3 separate regions of the Sus scrofa genome follow, and all the other regions are linked to region 1. A link is a contact called in public HiChIP or PLAC-seq data. All regions are on one chromosome and are shown on one strand. The core of a region is the stretch at or near the end of the contact, and the rest is flanking DNA. Distances in the headings are between cores, read along the strand shown.

The links. HiChIP or PLAC-seq counts read pairs in DNA pulled down with a chosen protein or histone mark.
Region 2: an H3K27ac HiChIP or PLAC-seq map of alveolar macrophages shows a contact between it and region 1. The contact joins the promoter of TSSC4 here to the promoter of PHLDA2 in region 1. A contact is called at or near these places in 1 of 5 promoter capture datasets (fetal liver) and 1 of 2 datasets of contacts at active chromatin or transcription factors (alveolar macrophages).
Region 3: a contact with region 1 is called in an H3K27ac HiChIP or PLAC-seq map of alveolar macrophages. The contact joins the promoter of TRPM5 here to the promoter of PHLDA2 in region 1. A contact is called at or near these places in 1 of 47 Hi-C or Micro-C datasets (epiblast stem cells) and 1 of 2 datasets of contacts at active chromatin or transcription factors (alveolar macrophages).

The regions. Positions count from the first base shown.
Region 1 is chr2:2,057,211-2,060,276 of Sscrofa11.1, forward strand. PHLDA2 (pleckstrin homology like domain family A member 2) reads right to left here and starts at 1,465. Exons shown (of 2, transcript NM_001174057.1): 1 at 1,021-1,465; 2 at 469-779. The coding sequence starts at 1,427. The coding sequence ends at 1,032.
Region 2 is chr2:1,641,129-1,644,194 of Sscrofa11.1, forward strand. It overlaps TSSC4 (a long non-coding RNA gene), which reads left to right and starts at 1,565. Exons shown (of 4, transcript XR_002341392.1): 1 at 1,565-1,913; 2 at 2,442-2,607. CD81 (CD81 molecule) reads left to right here. Exons shown (of 8, transcript NM_001078679.1): 8 at 1-7. The coding sequence ends at 7.
Region 3 is chr2:1,663,539-1,666,604 of Sscrofa11.1, forward strand. TRPM5 (transient receptor potential cation channel subfamily M member 5) reads right to left here and starts at 1,397. Exons shown (of 25, transcript XM_021082618.1): 1 at 1,345-1,397. The coding sequence starts at 1,374.

The sequences.
Region 1 (3,066 bases), core at 215-2,714:
GCCAGCAAGGCCTGGCAGCTGGTCCAGCCAAGGCATGGGGGGGAGTTTAAGAGGAGCCCAGCGGGCGGGCAGCCAGAGGCCTGAGGGCTTCCTTTCAGGGGGCTGGGCAGGTGGCCGGGCAGGTGGGCAGGAAGGGACAGCTGGCATCCGGCACCCCACCTAGTGCCGGGGCAGCTCAGATGGGGGGAGCCCACCGACCGTGAGCGACTGCCCAGAGCAGCCGTGCGCTGTCCTGCCGTTCCACACCCGGAGCGGAAGTCAGCCAGTGCCAACCCCAGGGCACTGCGCTGGGGAGAGGCTGCTTGGCAAGGAGGGTGTGGCCAGGGTCCAGCGGATGACAGTGTTCATTCAAAGCGCTTTTCCTCGCCCTTCCGAGGCCTGTGGCGGCCACTCCCCCCACCCCGAAACATGGAATGAAGGGACCACCGACACTCCCCTCCCCAGGAAGCTCACTGCGCCACCGCCAGCTGGTAGAAAAGAGAACTGGTCAAGGAGTTTATTTGGAATGGACATATTGGTGAAAAATATATATATATATATATTAAGACAGATGGTTTTACCACAAATACCATCAAAATAAATACATAGATAGTCCAATAATTTAATGCGCCCGCACAGCGGGGGTGAGGCTCTGCGGTTCCGCACGGGAGGGTCCTTCTCTGCCTTTGTCCTCGCCGTGGTCAGCGGCTGGCCTCCCGCCCGGGCTCGCGGCCCCAGGAATCCCCCGGGCTCCTGCCGGCGCAGCTCGCGTCCGGCCCGACTCGTCCAGTGTGTGGTTCCTGTGGAGAGAGTGAGGGTCAGGGAGCTGTGCCCAAGCCCGGGCCGGGGTCAGCCTGTGGGTCCCTCGAGGCCCCGACACGGAAAGGGCTAAGCGACGGCTCCTGCCGCGCGCCCCAGCCGCGCCGCGAGGGCAGAGCACCCCTGGCCCTGTCCGCGGTGCCCCCCAGGCCGGGCAGGACCTCCCTCGCCGCCCGAGGTCGAAATCGCTCCTCCCCTAGGACCCGGGCGGCCGGCACTCACCGCGGCGGCGCTCAGGGCGCGCGGGCCGTCGCGGCCTCGGGCTGCGCGGCCGGCGCGGCGCGCTCCTGGCGGCTGCGGAAGTCCTGCAGGGCGCGGCGGTTCTGGAAGTCGATGAGCGCCAGCGTGATGGCCGCGTTCCAGCAGCTCTCGCCCGCGCAGCGGAAGTCGATCTCCTTGCGGTCGGTGGTGACGATGGTGAAGTAGACGTACTTGCCCGTGCGCTCCACGCAGTCCACCTTGAGGATGGAGTGGAAGCGCAGCTCCTTGGGGCGCGCGCCGGCGCCGGTGGGGAAAAGGCTCAGGCGGTCGGGGGTGAGCACGCCGCGCTTCTTCTTCCACAGCTGGAACAGGCTGTCGCTGCGCTTCTCCAGCTCGCCCTCGCGCAGCACCTCGCCGGGGGTCTTCATGTCGGCCGGTGCTGCGGGCGCGGTCGCGAGCGCTCGGAGGGTGGCGGCGCGGGCAGTGCGCTCCTGCCGCCGGGACGCAGCCTTTATAGCGGCCCCGCCCCGCGCGCTCCGCCCCGCCCCTCCAGGGCACGCCCCTCTCGGCCACGCCCCCGGCCCTTCCGCCCGCGCCCCACTCCCGGGCCCAACCCGCCCGGGTCCCTCCAGGCTGGCCACCCCCGGGTTGCGCTCCGCATCCTCGCCGGGGACCGCCCCCCCCGCCCCGAGGTCACCCCCTCCCCCTTGTGTGCAGCCCGCGGCCCCCTCCCCCTCTCCCCCGGCGCCCCAGCCCCCCAGCCCCGTGGAGCGACTCATGGTCCCCACCCCGCCCCGGACGCCGGCCCCACGGAGGAATGCGCTGCGGCCGGCCCTGCCCGCGGTGACTCACTGCCCCGGAGCACCGGGAAGCGCCCGCGGCCGGGGCCGGCCCGGGGCGGGGAGTCAGCGGGGCCCAGACCACCACCCGCCAGTGCCCCAGCCCTGCCGCTCTGATCTGGGTGTTCGTGGGGAAGAAGCCGTCCTCTCGGCTCTTCCCAAGGGGACCCTCCGGGGCCCCTGCCCCAGGCGGCCTTCTCTCCCACCTTGACACCCGCCAGCTACCCCTGGAAGGATCTCCCCTCTTCCCTGGGAGCCGGCCAACCAGGAGAGCAGGTGGTGTGAGCTTCGGTTTGCTCTTTTATAAAACGGGGACGGCGACACTTGTCAGATTAGGTAACCCACAGAAAGTGGTAGAACAGCTCCCCACAGCGTTCAGTAGATGGGAGGGGAGGGGGAGGCCGCTCCAGTCCCCCAGCTGGAGTCCCGCTGGAGGGGGTGCTGTCGGCCTGGGCCTGGGCAGGGGCGGGGGCGGCTGAGTCACGGCCTGCCAGCCTGACAAGGTTTTTTATTTGCCCTCTTCCTTTAAAGGGTTTAATAGGAGCAGGAAGTGATCGCTGGCTCCTCCTGGGTTCCCAGGGGTGGGGGTGGAGCTGGCAGAGGGCATGTGTGGGGGCCCCAGCCGCTCCAAGCCATGCCCCTACCCTCTGACCAGAGCAGCTGCTGCAGAGCACAGCCAGCCGGGAGGGCTCCCCACCCGGCAGTGGGGGGCGGGGGGGATGGAAGCACAGGTACCTTGGTAAACTTTTCTAGACGGTGAGGGCACAAAATCAGTGTAGAGCTGCTGGCGTGGCCCATGAAGCTGGCCCTGGATCCAGTCCTGCCCCACCTGCCCCTGCTGTGTCCAACCCTGGTCCTCCAGGGACACAATGAGGAATAAGGGGCCCACGGGCTCAGGTAAGTGGCTTGGGCCAGGCCTGTGCAGTTGGTAGGCAGGTGGCAGCTGCCCAGTAGTGCCTACTGGGTGTCTGGGGACCCGTCGGGGGTGTGGGAGGGCGGGGCAACAGGGCAGGCAGAGGCCAGCGGCCAGGACTGTGGTCTGAGGGAGGGGCACAGGACAAGCCCAGGGACTGCTGCTCCGTGTTGGGGGAGGGAGCAGGCCAGAGGGTGAAGCAGGCACAGGGCAGCGGATGGCGGGAGACAGATGGCCCCTTGAGAAAACACAGGGCAGACTTGTAAAGGGGTGAGTTCCCCATCGCTACAGGCATCCCAGCAGAGCTGGTAAAAG
Region 2 (3,066 bases), core at 315-2,814, 420 kb before region 1:
GTACTGAGGCCCCGGCCACCGAGGCCGCAGGGGGGCCGCCGCCCCCCGCGGTGCCCCCAGAGTGACCGGATACTTCTGAGAAGGGCGGTCAGCACCTGTGTATATAACTTCCTGATATCACCGCTACACTGATCAGCCTTTACTTTTGAGGTCTTGTTCCTGTCCTCAAGCTCCCTGTTACTTTTGGGGCCGCCGTCACCCGTAGGTGGCATGTGAGTGGGCCGTGGGGACTCTAGGGCAGGGGCCCCCTCTGCTTCCGGGGCTGCTTGGGGCCTCTGCCTGCTCAGCCAGGCCTCTCCCGGGGGCCACGAGGGCCCTACGGCCCAGCTGCGTCCTCCCACCCAGCCGACCCCGTGGGCTGCGCGCTCGCCCAGCCCTTTTTAATCCTTGTTTCTTTCCGGCCGCCTGTCCTGAGAGCCGGGTCTCCGAGCAGCCTTACGCCTCTGATGCACCTCTCCTTTCTAACGCGTCACTTTCGACTGTAATTACATCCTCAAAGTCATTCAATAAAGAAAGAAGAAACAGGCATGCTAACCAACTGTCCGGCTCCTTCCTATGCCCGCGACGTTTGAGACGGGCCCCGGGGTGGCGCTCAGGCTCTTCAGACACGGCTGGGCCGGGGGTGTGCTGCCAACCCTGTTGGTGGGTGTGGATGGGGCTGCGGGGAGACTCCGTGGCGGGCACGCCCCTCTGTTGGGCCTTGTGTGGCCTGCAGCCGCCTCCACTCCTCCCTCACTCCCACCGCCATTCCTCGGGCAGCGCTGCCCAGCGGGGGTGCCGCGGGCTGGTGGGGTAGCCCTGCCAGACTGCTCCCTCCTGAGGGCCTCTCCTCTGACTGGTTGCTTGTGAGGAGCTCGGTGGCCCCATCTTGCAGGGCTGGTGGGGGAGCCCACTGGCCCACCACTGGACCGCGTCCCGGCCACCTCTTGGGTAGGGCACTGCCCGCACTGGGAATGCTGGGTGATGTCACCATGAGCTGCCTGCTGGTCCCGACCTCTTGAGGCCACCTGGGGCTCCTTGGGGGCTGCAGTGCAGCCCTGTCCCTCCACAGTCCCCACTGGGGTAGTGGGTTGGAAGAGGCCCTCTCCTTTTCACTTATCGCTGTGCTGCGAGGCCCTGCGGACACCCTGGCCGAGGCTGTCACCACTGTCACCTCTGCAAGCTGCGATGTGACTTAGTTCCTGGGGCGGACTGGACCCTGCATTCCGGGTGAGGCCCTAAGTTGGGGGCTGTCTTAAGGATGAGGTGACCCGATGCTGCAGAATCCCTGGGCCACAGCATGGCCTGAGCCCTGGACAGCGGGGGTGCAGCCCGGCAGGCAAGGCGGGGGAGACGCCGGTGGGGACAGGGCATCCATCGCCTGGGCGCACTGCCGAGGTACGTGCGGCCCGGCTTGCGGGGACTGGGACCGGCCCTCCGCTCCGGGGTAGAAGTGACCAGTCAGGCCATCAGTGGCGGGCCCGCTCCGCCACGGGCACAGCCCGACACCGACTCCTGGGACCTACTACTGCCCGGCCCGCGGCTCCAGCTCAGGACCGGAAGCCGCCGTGAAAGGCGCCAGGCGCGTCGACGCACTTCCGGTGCTCGCGGCTTCCGCTAGGCGGCGCTGCGGCCCCATGAACGCGGCGCTGGCCGTCAGCCCTCGAGCATCCTGGGAGTCCCCGTCTTGCCGCCCGCCTCCCTCCTTCCCTCAGTCAATTCCGGTTTCTTCGCCGCCGTTTCCGGGAGGGAAGGCTAGGGAGAGCGACGCAAAGACGACGTTCCCGAGCGGCTTCGGGCCAAGCGTCCCAGTGCCTTGTGGGAGATGTAGTTCTTTCGGCGCGGAAGCCGCGGCGCTCGGCCGGCGGAGGACTCCGTTTCCCAGAGGGCCGAGCGCCACGCAAAGATGGAGGCAGCGGGGCCGCGATGAACCGGTAGGTTTGTGGCGGCGAGAAGAGCGTTGCCGGCCGGCCGGGCCTCGCGGCGCCGCAGTCCGCAGGCTGCTGCCCCGAGCAGGGAGACCCGCGAGACGCTGGCCCACCCCCCCGACTTGGCCCTAGGAGTCAGGCCCCCGATTCGGAGAGGTCCCTGGGCACGTGGAGCGAAGTCAAGGCTCTGCTTCCGAGGGGAGGGAGGACCGCCCGGACGCCAGGGGGCCTGCGCCCAGGGACCGACCTGCCCAGACCCCGGCCCTGAGAAAGCCCCTCCGAGCACCCAGGCCAGCCTGGACTCAGCTCTGCCCTCCGTGGAGCTCAGGAAGTTGTCCGAGAACTCCAAGCAGCAGCCCCCGCGTTCCGAGGGCGCCCGCCCCCCGCCCCGGCGTGCCCCACTGACCACGGGGTCCCCGCGACTCCCCGGGACAGGAGTGCACGTTTAGGAGGTTGGAGTCTGGTTGCAACTCCGGCTTTGCCTGCAGTGTACTGCCTCGCGGGCCCGTTACCTCTCCGCTCTGGTTCCCCCAGATCTAAAGCGGACACCATTGGCGTTTGCTTCGTGTACCCTTGCTCTCCTGGAGCAGTTTCTTCACCCCGGGAGTCATGCATGGCCCGGAGGAATGGAGGTCTCGCCTGTGTTTGATCTGGTACCGGGTGCTCAGAGCCCCTCCTTGCCGGCCTGGCCTGGTCCTCGGTGGGTGAAGGAGCAGCGGGTCACCCTGGGTGAGGGGGGCTTGGGTGGGGAGAGGGGCTTAGTGGATGGATGGCAGAGGGTGAGGATGGGCTGCTCTCGCAGCCTGGAAACAAGCTTCAAGGTGTTGGGTGACCCTCGACTACTAAACAGGTGTTGGCGGCACTTTTCTGCTCGGTTGGGAACATGAGAGGTGTGCAGGAGTACAGAAGTGGCACAGGAGGGGGCTCCCGGGGCTGCAGGGGCTGGCCTCTGCCGAGCTAGGCCACTCCAGGTCATCACCAACCTTCCAGCTTCCTGACAGCTTGACGCTCAGATGCCAGGGACTTGGCGGCAGACCCCTGCAGCACTCCCATGGCACCTTCCAGCTGTCAGGAGCAGGCAGATGGGGAGCTCTAAGTGCCACCCGCCGTGCTGAGCGGTTGGTAGGCCACCCAGCTTGGCAGAGAGCGGTGTCTTGGC
Region 3 (3,066 bases), core at 147-2,646, 390 kb before region 1:
GTGCCAGGTGGCCCTGGACTTGTGGCTGTGTCCTTCCATCTCTGCCTCCATGGTCACATCCCCTGTCCCAGTGTCCCTCTCCTTATAAGGATGCCAGCCCTTGGATCAGGGCCTCACCCCGCTCCACCACGACCTCATCTTAACTCGTTGTAGCTGCAAAGACCCTGTGTCCAAATAAGGTCACATCCTGAGATTCTGGGTGGATACGAATTCAGGGGACACTCTTTGACCCCAAAGTGAGGCAGCCAAGTGGGGTGTGCTGGCATCAGGCTGGGAGGGCGGGGCAGAGGGGAGCCGATCAACGGCCTCACTCCCGCCAGGGCAGGCCAGCCCTCCCCACAGCTGGATGTGCCCCCGCCCAGGGCGTGTGGGCTCTGGAGAGGACAGAGCGGCCCCTGCCTCGGGGCGAAGGTGCTGGGGTGCGGCTGATCCTGTCCAGCCCCCCGCCCTTTCCTCACTGGGGTGGAGGGGAGGGGGCTGTCCTGAGCAGGGCCTTCCCAGGGCCACGACCAGCACCCTCACCCACGCCCCAGAGGCCTGGGCCTGGCTCCTGGCTCCCCACCCAGGGGGACCGAGGGGCCATTTGGGCTGAGCCCCGGGGTGGCACCGTGCCAGACACCAGGCAAATGGAGCCACCAAGTGGGAAGGACATGCAAACAGTGGATTTGCATGAGCAGGTGTCCGGGGCTTTAACACCATGTTCCTGGAGGGGGTGGGGGAGTCTGGGCTGCGGGGGTCCTAGTACCCCCGCCGGAGTCCCCCCCCAACTCTGACAGGGAGAACAGAGGCCAGATCTCCCACCCCAGCAGCAGAGGCACCAGGGCGCTTGCCAAGGGGCAGATGGCCACCCCTTGTCAGAGGCCACCAGGAAGATGGCCCCAGTGTGGGCAGAGCTGGGCAGGCAGGCCCCGGGAGTCCCAGCCCAGTCCCTCTCGGGCTGTGTCACCCAGACAAGGCCCTCAGCCTCTTGGGCCCACCCCGCCCCCCCAAGATGCAGTGGATGCGGTGAGGAGAAGGATGCTCCCGAGGGCCCCAGGCCAGCAGGCCAGCAGTCAGCGCGGCAGCCCTCTGCCCACAGTGGGGACACGCGTCTCCCTGGGCTGAGGGTGGAGGGCATGGTTTGGGAGGGGGCACAGACGCTCATGCGTGTAAGCCCTGCACCTGTGCCCCGGGTCCTTGGGTCTGGCCCCCAGGGCCACGGGGCCTCCCCTCCTGCCCAGAACCCTCCCCGCAAGCAAGAAACCTGAGAAACCGAGGTGGCGGGGTGGGGAGCAGGACATGGCCCTGGAAGAGGGGCCCCCCTGCTCTCGCTCCACCTGGGGGCCGGCATCTCGGGGCTCCTACCTGCCCTCTTTCTCCCCGGGGCCCGGACATGCGGCTGCTGGCCAAGGAGCGGGATGGAGGTGCCCAGAGCACGGTGCCCGCAAGCCAGCTCGCCCGCCCCTCCCCGCCCCACCCACCACGCCCGGTGCCTGGGCGGCCAATGCCAAGACCCGGGCTGGGCACCATCCGATCTCGGTTTACTGGGGCCCACAGACCTGCTGGCCAAAGCCAGCCTTCCTCTGGCCTGAGGGACCCAGTGGCTCCTTGGATGCCACCAGCCACCTGCTGCCACGAGGCAGCCCCGTATGGGGGTGGCCGTCACCACCTCCATGGACTACGCCTGGGGGAGCCTGTGTCACACCCGTGTCTCACTTCCCACGTTTATCTCTCCAGCAACTGGGAATGGCTGAGCCCAGGGTGTGTGGCCAGCTGCCCTGTGGAGGACCCATGGGCAGGGACCGCCCCTCTACTCTGGGGTCCCGTGAGGCTGGGTTGTCACCCCCTGCACCCCCGGGTGTGCTGCCCTAGAGCGGGCACCGCTGGCTAGCCGTCAGGCTGCCAGCACCCCAGGCACTGCATGGACACTGTCCCTTCAACTAGGGGCAGGCCAGGCAGCAGGGCTTGGGGTGTCCCGGAGTCCCGCGGTCCTGACTCACGGGCCTCAAAGCCCTCGGGCTCAACTCTGGGCCTCAGTTTCTCCACAAAAATGGGGATCTAGGTAGCTCAAGTCTTGAGAACTTTTGGGTGACACAAAAGGAGATCAGAGCCTGGGGGACACTTTTCATGTCCCTTCACCAGAGACCCCAGGCCCCCTCATCCTCTGAGCTCGGGAGGGGTGGGGGACCCCACTAGGCCCTGTGCTCTGGGACCCCGGCAGCCTCACCACTCTGGCCCATTGGCCACCAGAGGGCGCCCCAGGACCACAGGTTGAGTCTGGCTGGCGGAGGCGGTCTGGCCGGTGGAGGCTGCTTCGCTCCTGGACAGGAGGCCCTCGGCCCCGGCTGGCCACGTCCTGCAGCTTGGCCTGGAGCCCGGGGCGGGGGGGGGAAGAGGGGCTGTCTGGGGATCCCTCAGGAAATACTGGATTCCAGACCAGGGCAGGGACCCCACAAGCTGTCAGGGCCTGGGATCTAGGGAGAAGGGCTTTGGGGTCCTGGGCAGAGGATCAGACCCAGCCCTGGCAAGGCCGTGGCACTGGACCACACCCAACTCCGCAAGACCAGCCTGGCTCAAAGCCCCCCGCTGGCCTGGCCCCACTGCCCACGGGAGGGTGTGCAGAGCCCTCGAAGCCGGGGTGCGGGGGGAAGATGGCCCTTGCCCGCCCTGCCCTCTCTCCCAGTCCTGCCCGCTACCTCGGCTCCTAGACGCCTTCTCCCCCCACCCCCAGCCCAGCTCCAGGCTCTGCTCCCTTCCTGCCTACAGCCCCCTGTGGCTCCCTATCCCTCCGGCAATAAAACCCGGTCTCCTGCCAGCAGCTCTGCCCAGCCCTGCCCACCTCCACCCTCACCACCCACTTGTTCCCTCGTCCAGCCTCAGACCCGCCCCTTCCCTCCCCCTCCCCGCCCCCTGCCCCTACAACACTGGCTCACGGCCTGGGGTCTCCGCATTACCTGGTGTCATTTTCAGTGAGCTTGCCCCTCCGAAGGGACCATCCATTCCCTTTATGCCACCTGTCCGCTTCCCGGCCGGCGCCGGCGGAGCTGCTGGATGGACACAGGGTGAGGGGGTGGACAAGTGCTGTGT